Regions from separate parts of the Sus scrofa genome. Here region 2 is linked to region 1. A link is a contact called in public Hi-C data. All regions are on one chromosome and are shown on one strand. Each heading gives the region's core, a stretch centred on a gene start, on an enhancer-like site or on the middle of the called end of the contact. The rest is flanking DNA. Distances are from core to core; before and after follow the strand shown. Region 1 holds the start of ANKRD33B (ankyrin repeat domain-containing protein 33B). Region 2 overlaps ANKRD33B (ankyrin repeat domain-containing protein 33B).

Region 1 (5,371 bases), core at 1,834-4,333:
CATCTGCCTGCCTAGAATGTCTTACCACCACCTCCAAAAGTCTTCCTTCACTGGGCTTCCAGAATTGTGCTCAGCTCCCTGCTTCCAAGACACTTGCTCTGTATAGCTGTAGAGCCCCTTCTCACATCCTACCTCTGGCTATAAGCACTGGGTAATCTTAGTTCTTCCCCAACTAAGAGGTTCAGACTCTCAAGGCAGAGACTATTCGATTCCCCTTCGAGCCTCCTGCAGCAACTAACCATGCCTTGCACACAGTAGGTCTGCAATAACACTTATGAGTGACTCACTACCCCTTTTGCTACAGGGTGGTATTTTAGACTCGGTGTCACTTTATTCTTTCAGACTGTTACAGAAAGACGGAGGCTGTTTGATCAACACCATTAAGAAGCCACTGGGAAGAATGCAAGCTCTTGCCCAAACCCCTCAGAGCCCAGAACCCAGGATGGGCCCCTTCTTATCAGAAGATAAAACAGTCTTGTCGTTGGTGGGTCATGTACCCCTTCTCCATCATGAATTTGTGGGGAGCAGACAGGCAGAGACTCAAGGCAGAAAAACAAAGGGAGACTCTGTAATCAAGAGGGAAAGCAGAGAGAAAAAATAGCTTTGCCTGACAGAAGGGGAAAAAAAAAAACCAAAAACCTGGAGGATGTCTCTTCCAAGCAAGGAGAAGGCTGGTGAATAAAAAATGACAAGACAGTAAACAAGGGCATGTCAGAGCACTGTGAGGCATTTTGTGCTCACAACCCCAGGAGGTTCTCGTTGTCATTAACCCTATATCACAATGGAGAAACTGAGGCAGAGAGGTGCTGAGAGGCTGGGACAGGCCTCTCCTGATTCTGTGCTGACAGAGGCTTTCAAAAGTGGCCCAGACACTGCATCTGACATACCCAAGCCCCTTGGGGATGGTTTAAGTTGCTCTCAGTCGTCTCCAGTGCAGCTGCTGACAAACTTATTTTTTGCCCTCAAAGGAAACATAACAAAGCAGGGCCCAGTGGAGCCTTAGAATGGGGGCTGGGCGAGCCAGGCACTACCCTGCGCCCACTGGAAACCCTGGGCTGCCCCAAACACGGGAGTAACCTACCCTACCCGAGCTCTTCCTCATCTTTGTGGGGCTTCCTTCCAAGCAGCCCTGGTTACCTTGCTTCAGAAACGTGAGTAAACATCAAGAAAATACAAACGTCTGATGGTGAAAATTCACTTTAGTAAAAGCGAAGGCACAGTGCAGAAACAACCCGCTGCCTGGCGGCTAGTGAGGGCAGCGGGAGGGCTGAGATGCAGGTATTGCCTAGTGTCTCCAGCCACCAGGGCCACACCTTAGCTCTCTTAGCCTTAGGGGCCTCTGGGCCAGCACCGCCTGATGTAGTACACCAAGCACAGAACCTTCTCCAAGTTCATATGCTGCGTCAACTTAGACAAGGATAGAAGCAGAATGTGACACTCCAGTGCTCCCCTTTGCCTAAGCCTGGCCCAGACCACAGTCAGGGACAAATAAACCAAGGGCAGAAGGTCCCACCAATTCCCAAGTAAAAGCACATCTTTTCTCTAACAGTTATGGGCTCTGGAACAAAAGCACTTTCACTCCCCATCTGCGCCAGGCTTAGGCTGCAGATCCCCCCAGAACCTGGGGAATGTGACAATCAGGTGAGACCACTGCCGCTGTCAACCCACCTGGCTGCTGTGGTCACTCTATGGTTTTTCCCTCCAAGGGCTTTGTTGGGTTGTGTTCTGAGAGCCAATCATTCTCAGCCCAACTTTTTCTTTCTTTCTTTTCTTTTTTTCCCTAAATGTTTCCCACCGTCTCTGAGTCTTGTCATGACTAATGCATACCCGGTGCCTCTCTCTCCCCACCCCCACGAGCCCGTCTGCCCTACCCCGCTAGCGCCGGCCCCACCACTGCCCTCCCCAGGGCCTGCCTCTGGGGGATCCCGACGGTGCTGGCTCTCCGAGGTGACCCTGCAGACAGCCAAGTCAGAGATCAAGCTGGCCAATCACCGATTGGGGTCGCCTGGCGAACCCGGGCGTGGGAAAGGGGAGGCGTGCGAGTAAGCAGGTGGTCCAAGGGGAACTCCGAACCTGGGTGGCCCGGAGGAGCCGATTTGCGCTGGGGCGTGGAAGGGAAAGTGCAAGGGCAGCGAGTGGGGCCAAGGGCGGGGGGGGGGGGAAGTTGGGGGGCGCAGGATATAAGGGGTTTCCCCTACAGGCGAGAATGGGTAACTGTCAGAGGGGGCCCAGGTTGAAGACACCCGGCGAGAGGCTCCGAACTCGGACAGTCCCCTTGGGGGAATTAAGAACACTCTGGGGCGGAAAACCAGAAGGGGCTGCGGTGAGCACGCGGGACTAGCGGCGTCCCCCCCCGGGGGGGGGGTACTGTGACCTCGGGCAGAGCAAGCGTGCCGCCCCACCCCGGCCTGGGACAGGCAGGCCACACGCGGAGCACGCCCAGAAAGCAAAGAAAAGGCGCTCTTGGCCGCGGCAAAGTCACGGTGGGACCCGGACAAAGTCGGGATCCAGGTGGCGCGGAGAATAGGAGGGAGGACTAAAGGGACCCAAACCCCGGCGGCACGTCAGCTTACCCGGCCGTTGCGATCGGTCTCCTGCACCTCCTCAGCGCTGGGCCCCCGCCGCACCAGCGCCCTCAACAGCCCCACGTCGTTGGCGCTGGCGGCGCGCAGGAGGGTCGCCGCCTCCGGGACGCCCTCCGGGAAGCCTTCAGGGACGCTCTCCGAGCTCACGGAGCTGTACTCCTCCTCGCCTCCAGAAGGGTAGAAAGAGTCGTCCGAGGCGATGCTGCGGGTGTCGGGCAGACTCGAGAAGTCCTCGTAGTCCTCGTAGTCAGCGGGGTCCTCCTCGGCCTGCGCGCCCCGGGGTGGGGACGGAGGCTGCGGGGATACGCGGCGCGCCCCGCCGCCCTCCGGCCCGGGCCCGGCCAGCAGCACCATGCCGGCGGCCGGGGCGCGGGCCGGGGGCCGGGGAGCGGGCCGGGAGCCCGGGACGCGCGGCACGCACCGAGGTCACCGCCCCTTGTCCCTCGCCGCCCCAGAAAAGCAGTGCTCTGCGCGCTCCAGCCCAGCGGAAACGCGCGCCCGGCGGCTGCGCTCCCAGACTGTAGTCACTGGAAGCTGGAGAAAGCCCCCCTCGGGGGTGGGAGGAGCCGCGGGGGCTTTCCGAGCGCTGCCGGCGGGCGAGCGCGGGCGGGGACCAAGCGGGAGGCGGGCGGGGCCGCCGCGCCGGAGGAGGCGCGCGCCCGGGATGCTGCGCCCGCCGGCCGGATCCCAGCAAAAGTTGAGAGCCGAGCAGGGGCTTCACGGCCCCGCGGGGACTATGCACCCGGCTGCTTTGCACCCGCATTCGAGCTGAGAAATGCACGCTTGGGAGAACCAGAGAACTAAAGAACCCGAAAGCCCTTGTTGCTGGCTGCTAACAGCCCCGCCCCTCCCCTCCGGCGACCCGCGGGATGAGGGCGAAGGTGGGGGTTGGAGGACGCCGCGGGCTAAGTCCGCTCTGGCGTCGGAAATACCCAAATCCCTGAGACCCGCAGCTAGCAGAGCGTCAGGCCTCCAGGCTGGGATGGGGGCAGTTTGTCAGCGTGCGACGCACTGAATCTGTTTTTGCAGCTCCCGGGGGAGTCCGGGCTCCAACGCCAACTTCATTCCTGGCTTAAGAGCTGGGCATCCCTGGGGCGCACTAGGCACGGAAGACAAGTGGATGCGTGGGAGGTCGGGTCCACCTAGGGACCCTGCCGCTCTGAAATGGGAGCTCCTGGCTACCACCGGGAAGTCCCAACCCAGGTGTATTGGGAAGGGGGATGCGGAGGGAGGATCCGCAGGTTCCCCACCCAAATCACTCAGAACCCGGGCCAGCTGTGGCTTGCAGGTTGCTCCTAAAAGAGCGACTCTTGACTCTGGGGTAACATCTGGGTGGGAAAGGGCGGCTCCAGGTCAGAGTGGTGAAGGATTTCCTCCTCCCTCATCCTTAGCCAATGTCACCGAGCCTGCATCTGCGGAGATTAAGTGGGTGAAGCCAGGAAGGGGCCCTGACTCCGCAGCTGGTGGCCAAACCCAGAGAGTAGGCCCGCAGCCGTCCGCCATTGTCCTGTCCCCGCACCCCTCTGGACCAAGCTTGGCTACTCCCGGTCTATCCCCGCCACAGAGGGTATGGATTTGCTGCGGGGAGCCCTTGACCTCTGGGAGGAGGAGGCAGCGCGAGCCAAAACTCATGGGAAAGGCCTTGCGAGAAGACGCGGTGTCAGGATGCGTTTGTGCCTGGGTTGGGGGTGTGGCTTCTTTGACAGAAACCATCCCCTGTCCACCAGGAGCGAATGCAGAAACCGAAGGGAATACCGCCTCTTTTTCTCTTCCCCTCTCCCTCCTTTTCTTTCCACCGCTCTTAACAGCGCGCCTACCAGATGCCAGCCCATGAGAGGCCCCAGGAGTGCAAAGGTGAACAAAACGGGGTAGACAAGCTAGAAGACCCCAGGCCTGGGCCTGCAAGCTGAGGGGCACAGCCATGGTCAAAAATACCTGGAGTGGGCTGTGGAGGCCAGAGCGGTGTTTGAAATGTCAGACCTCTCTGTCTTGAGGCCCTGGCTACACTGTGCTAGGCTGGACCTGTCTTCAGGATCACCTGGGTCACCAGTGTCCTCCAAGCCAGCCCAGAACTGGCACCTGGGAGCCAGGAGAACACGGTAGGAAGAGACCATGGATGCACAGCGAGCCCTGAGTGAGAAGTTAACTTGGCTTCACCGGCCTGCTTCTGTGGTCCCAGGCTTTCTCTTGGAAGCCAAAAATACCCCCAAATCATGGTTTGCTTTTTAAGTTTTTCTCTAACAGCATTTACATAAATTCCCAATGGAAATTTCCCCCTTTGAAGGTTGAGGGGTATTTCTCTTTCAGTGTTTCCAAAAGTCCTGTTAAATGAAGTCAGGGGATTTACAAGCAGAAGTGACCGCCCCCCACCCCCAGGACACGGTTGGGTTTGTCAGCCTTCCTCTCCTCCCAGCTGGGCAGGGTACTGGGTGGCATTAAAGAAAGACCTCAGCGGGCAGTGACAGGGCCCTGATGGATGGGGCCATGGCCTTCCAGCCGTAGTCCTGGACTGGAGCGGACAGCATGCTGTTCTGGAGTCAGCAGCCTCTAGGTCCTCATGCCTGGTCACTTAGCAACAAGATTCAAGCTCTATCTTCAGAGTTCACCACTTCCTCCTTTCCTTCCTCAGAAATTTGGGTCCAAATAGCATGGAATGTTTTAACCTTTAAAGGTTAACTTCTGAAACAGCCTGCTCCAAGTAAGAATTAGCCTTTTGTGAGTGATCAGGCTCCAAACCCAAGGTGATTATTGTCTTTTTAAAAAATGCACCCCTTTGACCGCAAAGA
Region 2 (5,095 bases), core at 1,751-4,250, 56 kb before region 1:
GAGATATAATTAACATACAGCACTGTGTAAGATTGAGGCGCACAGAATAATGATTTTACTTACCTATATCATGAAATACTACCACAATATGTTTAGTTAACACTGGTCATCTCCTGTAGGTACAAAAGGAGAAGGGAAATGGCTTTTCTTCTTTGCAATGAGAACTCTTCAAAAACTAGTTTCCTTTGTCGTGCCATTTCTCCACACATCTGTTGTTCTTTATGGAAGATAACATATAAGCCAGTTCTGAGCCACTTCCTTGAGTTACTTGTTTTTCCCAGGGTGTCCCCCATTTATACATGAGGTTATAAACATCTGGTTTTCTCTTGTTATTCCTTTATGACAGGGGTCTCAGACAGGAACTCAGAAGGGAAGAGACAAGGTTATTTTTCCTGCCTTATATCCCCTCTTCATCCTCAGCTCTGGTACCATGCCCTTCTACTTGACTCTGTAATCACACAACTCTCTTTTAAATTCACCTGAGCACCATGCTTTCTCAAATCTGGTGGCCTTTGCACAGGCTAGTCCCTTTGCCTAGAATATTCTTCCTTTGCTTTTAATCCAGCTACCTGATGAGCCATCTGTTTCAATGGAGGCTCTGCCCTGGTCCCCAAGCCTGGAGTAGGAACCTGAACCATGATGCCCTAGGCTCCACATTTCCATGTGGCTGTGGATTCCCACGGTCACCACAACCCTCATGACCCTTGCTCATAAGTCCAAAACTTTAACTGATTGGAAGCTCAATAAATATTTCGTTAAGTGAAAAGGCTGAAGGATTCCTATTTCTTCCTTGAAAAAAGCTCACTTATCAAAAAGGCTGCCAGGAATTCCTATTGTTGTGCAGCAGAAATGAATCTGACTTTTATCCATGAGGATGTGACTTCAATCTCTGGCCTCACTCGGTGGCTGGGCGATCTGGCATTGCTGCACTGCCGTGGGCTGTGGTGTAGGCTGCAGACAAATCTTGGATCCCGGGTTGCTGTGATTGTGGCTGTGGCTGGCAGCTGTAGCTCCGATTCAACCCCTAGCCTGGGAACTTCCATGTGCTGAGGGTACTGCCGCCCCTAAAAAGCAAAAAAAAAAAAAAAAAAAAAAAAAAAAAAAAAAAAAAAAAAGGCTGCTCAAAAGACTGCCAATTATCAAGCCATAACCCACATTCTCTAAAGTCACACAGCCATCACAATTATTAATTATTGATTCACTTAACATGTAACTGAATACCAATTATGGGCTAAAACCTTGCTTATTCCTTTATTCAAGGAAAAGAAACAGACAGTAAGCCCATGCTGCTCTAAAAATGGGACAATGTTACAAAATTTAGGGTTGTCTAAAGACTTGATTGTTCTGACACCAGGCACTCAAAAGGTAGTTTCCCAAACCAGGCCAGTAGAGGGAACTGTTGACTGGCACTATCAAGTCCCTGCAGCGTTGGAGAGAAGAGATTCTCTCCATGCAGAAGAAGGGAGAGTGCAGGGGGGAGCAGGGGAGGGCAGCCCAGACAGGCCTCCTCTCTGACACCGAGGGGCAGGGCCAGGTCCTGCGAGGAAGGCGCATTGCCGTGCCTGGTCAGAAAGGCTCCGAAAACTGGTGTTTAACAGGAAAGGCCAGGCAATGCTGGAAACCTCAGAGACTTCCCAAGTTCTAATTTATTTGAAACAGCAGAAACTGAGTAAAAGGAAAATGCTTCAAAACTCCATAAAAATCACAATGAGGTCAGATTAAAATCAGGACCGTGTGATGATAATAAAATAAGATAAATACAATGAAGAGGCATCTATTCCTGGCTCAGGCCAACTCATACACTCCCCTCTCAAGTGGGACCCTCCCGAAATCCAGGGTCCCATTAGAGTCGGCAGCCTGAGCCCATGGGCTATCCCCAGGAACCTCAGGGCCACCCAGTCCCCAGCAACAGTGACGTGAATAATAGCAGGCTGGCTCTCAAGGCATTTCCTCCAAAACCTGAAAGGTAAGTTCGAGGAATAATAAACAAGTTTGAAGGATGCCCAGGGGTTACTTACACGGAACCAACTTGATCTTACCCAGTTTTTCTCCCTGCGTCTTATTCCTGCTAAAGAGGAACAAGAAATGGAGAATGTGGAGTTCCCGTCGTGGCACAGTGGAAACAAATCCAACTAGGAAGGATGAGGTTGCGGGTTTGATCCCTGGCCTCGCTCAGTGGGTTGGGGATCCGGCATTGCTGTGAGCTGTGGTGTGGGTCGCAGACGAGGCTCAGATCTGGCGTTCTGGCGCCTCTGGAGTAGGCTGGCAGCAACAACAGCTGCAATTAGACCGTTAGCCCAGGAACCTCCATATGCCGTGGGTGCAGCCCTAAAAAGGACAAAAAAAAAAAAAAAAAGAAAAAAGAAAAAAAGAAAAAGAAATGGAGAATGTAAACACATAAAGCCTGGGACTGGTAATTCATTTCTTTGATAATCTTACTGCACTTTTGTTAGGGGGAGTATGGAAGAGAGGTTCAAATTATTGGCTAAATGAGATGGAGGGTTTATTTGAGGCTCTATTTTCATACATTCTCTCCACAGTAAAGGCCTACTTCAGATTTGACTGTATCTTTATTCTGCATAAAGATCCTTGGAGGTTAGGCTTTTCAGAGGACACCGAACAGGCAGATCAAGGCATCTGCATCTTAATTTGCACTCACAAATGCTGCGTGAGTCCTGTAAAAAGCCAGGACTCTCAGACAAGCTACACAGCCTAATAGCAAATAATGTAAACATGCAGTCGCTTTACAGTTTTTCTTAACCACACAGATTCTGTGGGGCCCCATGCCGGCCTGACCAAGTCATCTGGTGTCACTCCACCGCCCTGGCCAGCAACTTGTTTTGACGCTGAGGCGTGTGACACAACCCTGGCAGATAGAAACAAAGCTGTTCTGGAGGCTTCTGGAAATGTTTCCTATCTCAGAGAACAGATCTCATACAGGGCTTGGCTCCTCCTTCTTGAAAGCTCTCATGGTGTAACATGAAGCTATGCTGCTTGGAGCCGCCAGGCTGTCTGTGGATTGTGAGGGAAAGGTCAAGGGCATTTCTGAGAAGCTGGCCCTGGGTCCTGACATCACAAAGCCATGCAGTGAAGCAACGCCTCAACTGCCACCTTCAGACAGGTCATGTTGCAAGCCATTTCCTCATCGCTGAAGCCTGTTTCCCTATGTATTCAGTAAGTCGAACCCAAAAGGATCGTAACAGATCCTAGCATCCGATGATAATCAGGGAAATAAAACTGCAAACGTGAGATTTGGAGTGGCCTGACACTGAGAAAAGTCCCTTTCCAGGATAAGAACCCCCTTGGGAACATGGTGGGAGGTAGGAGTTGGCACAGGTTTCCTTAAAGCCACTTGGCAGGGGTTATATAATGTGCACATTTAAAACGCACAGGCCCTGGAGTTCTTGCTGTGGCATGGTGGGTTAAGAATCCAACTGCAGTGGCTCAGGTAGCTGCAAAGGTGTGGGTTTGGTCCCTGGGGCAGTGGGTTAAGGATAGGGCATTGCCATAACTGAGGTGTAGGTCACAGCTGAGATTCAATCCCTGGCCCAGGGAACTTCCATATGCCATGGGTGTGGTCATAATAAAATAGAAAATAAAACGTGCACGCTCTTTGATGAAGCAATTGAATTCTGAGAATCATCCATCCATTTCTTTTTTTTCCTTCTCTGCCTGGCTCTGACCTCCAAAAACTGCACTTGCAGGTTCCTTAGTCCTGAAGGTGCGGCTCAGCTGGGGCTGGAGGTGGGGGTGTGTGTGGGGGGGGTATGTGCCCTGCCCCCATCTACCTCCCACCTCAAGGGGCTCAGATGTCCAAGGTCCCAGCTCCTGGGGGCAGGGGGCAGCCCTCTGAGTGCCCCCTCTCTCCAGGGCCCACCCCTAAGCTCTGCCCACCCCCCAACAACAGTCCCCCTACAGATTCTCTACATTAGCCTCTGGGTACACCTGCCAGGATGCTGACAGGTAAGCCCTCCTCAGAAATGTACCCTGAGACACAAGACTTCACTCCAGCTTTGTCCATAACAAGCTCATCAGAAACCCCTGCACACTCGACTTTAAATTCAGGAGACAGGATTATGCGTACTTTTGCCTGTCCACCCACAGACCTAGCACTTAGCCGAGCACTTAGACATGAAGTGACTGCTGGGTAAATATTTATTTTAAATGAGGAACTTGCATAGAATGGATGGGCCAGAGTTTATTGAACTGTTATAGGATGTGAGGGATACAGCTGTGAACTTGCCATCACTCGGGTGTGCAACTGTAGGAACCAGGCAAAGTTCCTAGATCGATGGAATGGAAAAAGTTAAAATCACAAGCTCTCCAGAATTATCCCATTCATGTAAACAAAACAACCTTTTGAAAAGGAGAGAAGGAAGGGTAATCAGCTAGAATGCAATCAATCGATGAACTGGCGAGAGGGAAAAGAGACATTTCTTCTTCTTCTTTTTTTTGTCTTTTTTGGGCCACACCCATGGCGTATGGAAGTTCCCAGGCAGGGGTTGAATCAGAGCTACAACTACCAGCTTATGCCACAGCCACAGCAATGCCAGATTCCAGCCGAATCTGCAACCTGTGCTGTAGCTCACAGCAACACTAGATCCTTAATCCACTGAGCAAGGCCAGGGATCAAAGCCAAATCCTCACAGACGCTAATTTGGGTTCTTAACCTGCTGTGCCACAATGGGAACTCCAATATTGCTTCTTTTTTTTTTTTTTTTTTTTTATATTGCTTCTTTTTAAAAAAAAATACTTCCATGGTGATTTTTTGCTGTAAGCACGTGTTAGTAGACATCTTTTGGAATTAAGAAATCATAAAATAAATAAAACTGGTTGTGGAATTGGATTAAAATGGAATCATTTGATTCTATCAGCTAAAAAAGCCAAACAGCCTCTCTTTGGTCAAAACAGTACATAAAAGGCACAGACAGATGCTCAATTGCTCTTTTTTAGTCTCACTTTGATTTAGTGACAGCTCTGTGTCCTTCTGCTGACATCTCACCCAGGTCAGGTCAGTGCCCCTCCCCTCTTCAGCTCTAAGATCCACTGAGAGGCACCCCGAGCCCCCATTCTGTATGGGAGCCTGGCAGGCCCT

The links. A called contact is a pair of places that touch in the nucleus more often than the background predicts.
Region 2: a contact with region 1 is called in a Hi-C map of skeletal muscle, with 9 times the contacts expected there. The contact joins the enhancer-like site here to the promoter of ANKRD33B in region 1. A contact is called at or near these places in 9 of 47 Hi-C or Micro-C datasets (alveolar macrophages, blood, embryonic fibroblasts and 4 more) and 2 of 2 datasets of contacts at active chromatin or transcription factors (alveolar macrophages and skeletal muscle).

What each region holds. Positions count from the first base shown.
Region 1 is chr16:147,198-152,568 of Sscrofa11.1, reverse strand. It overlaps ANKRD33B (ankyrin repeat domain-containing protein 33B), which reads right to left and starts at 3,083. Exons shown (of 4, transcript XM_003134179.4): 1 at 2,574-3,083. The coding sequence starts at 2,939. LOC110257292 (a long non-coding RNA gene) reads left to right here and starts at 4,061. Exons shown (of 2, transcript XR_002339715.1): 1 at 4,061-4,152; 2 at 4,394-5,371.
Region 2 is chr16:202,911-208,005 of Sscrofa11.1, reverse strand. All of the region lies in intron 2 of ANKRD33B (ankyrin repeat domain-containing protein 33B), which reads right to left. Among named protein-coding and RNA genes, the nearest start is that of ANKRD33B, 56 kb to the right of the region's middle. Within about 2 kb of position 3,000, at least 28 of the 83 cell types and tissues checked have an H3K27ac peak or open chromatin away from gene starts, as enhancers often do. A contact at or near this core is called in alveolar macrophages, embryonic fibroblasts and skeletal muscle, where this site is marked.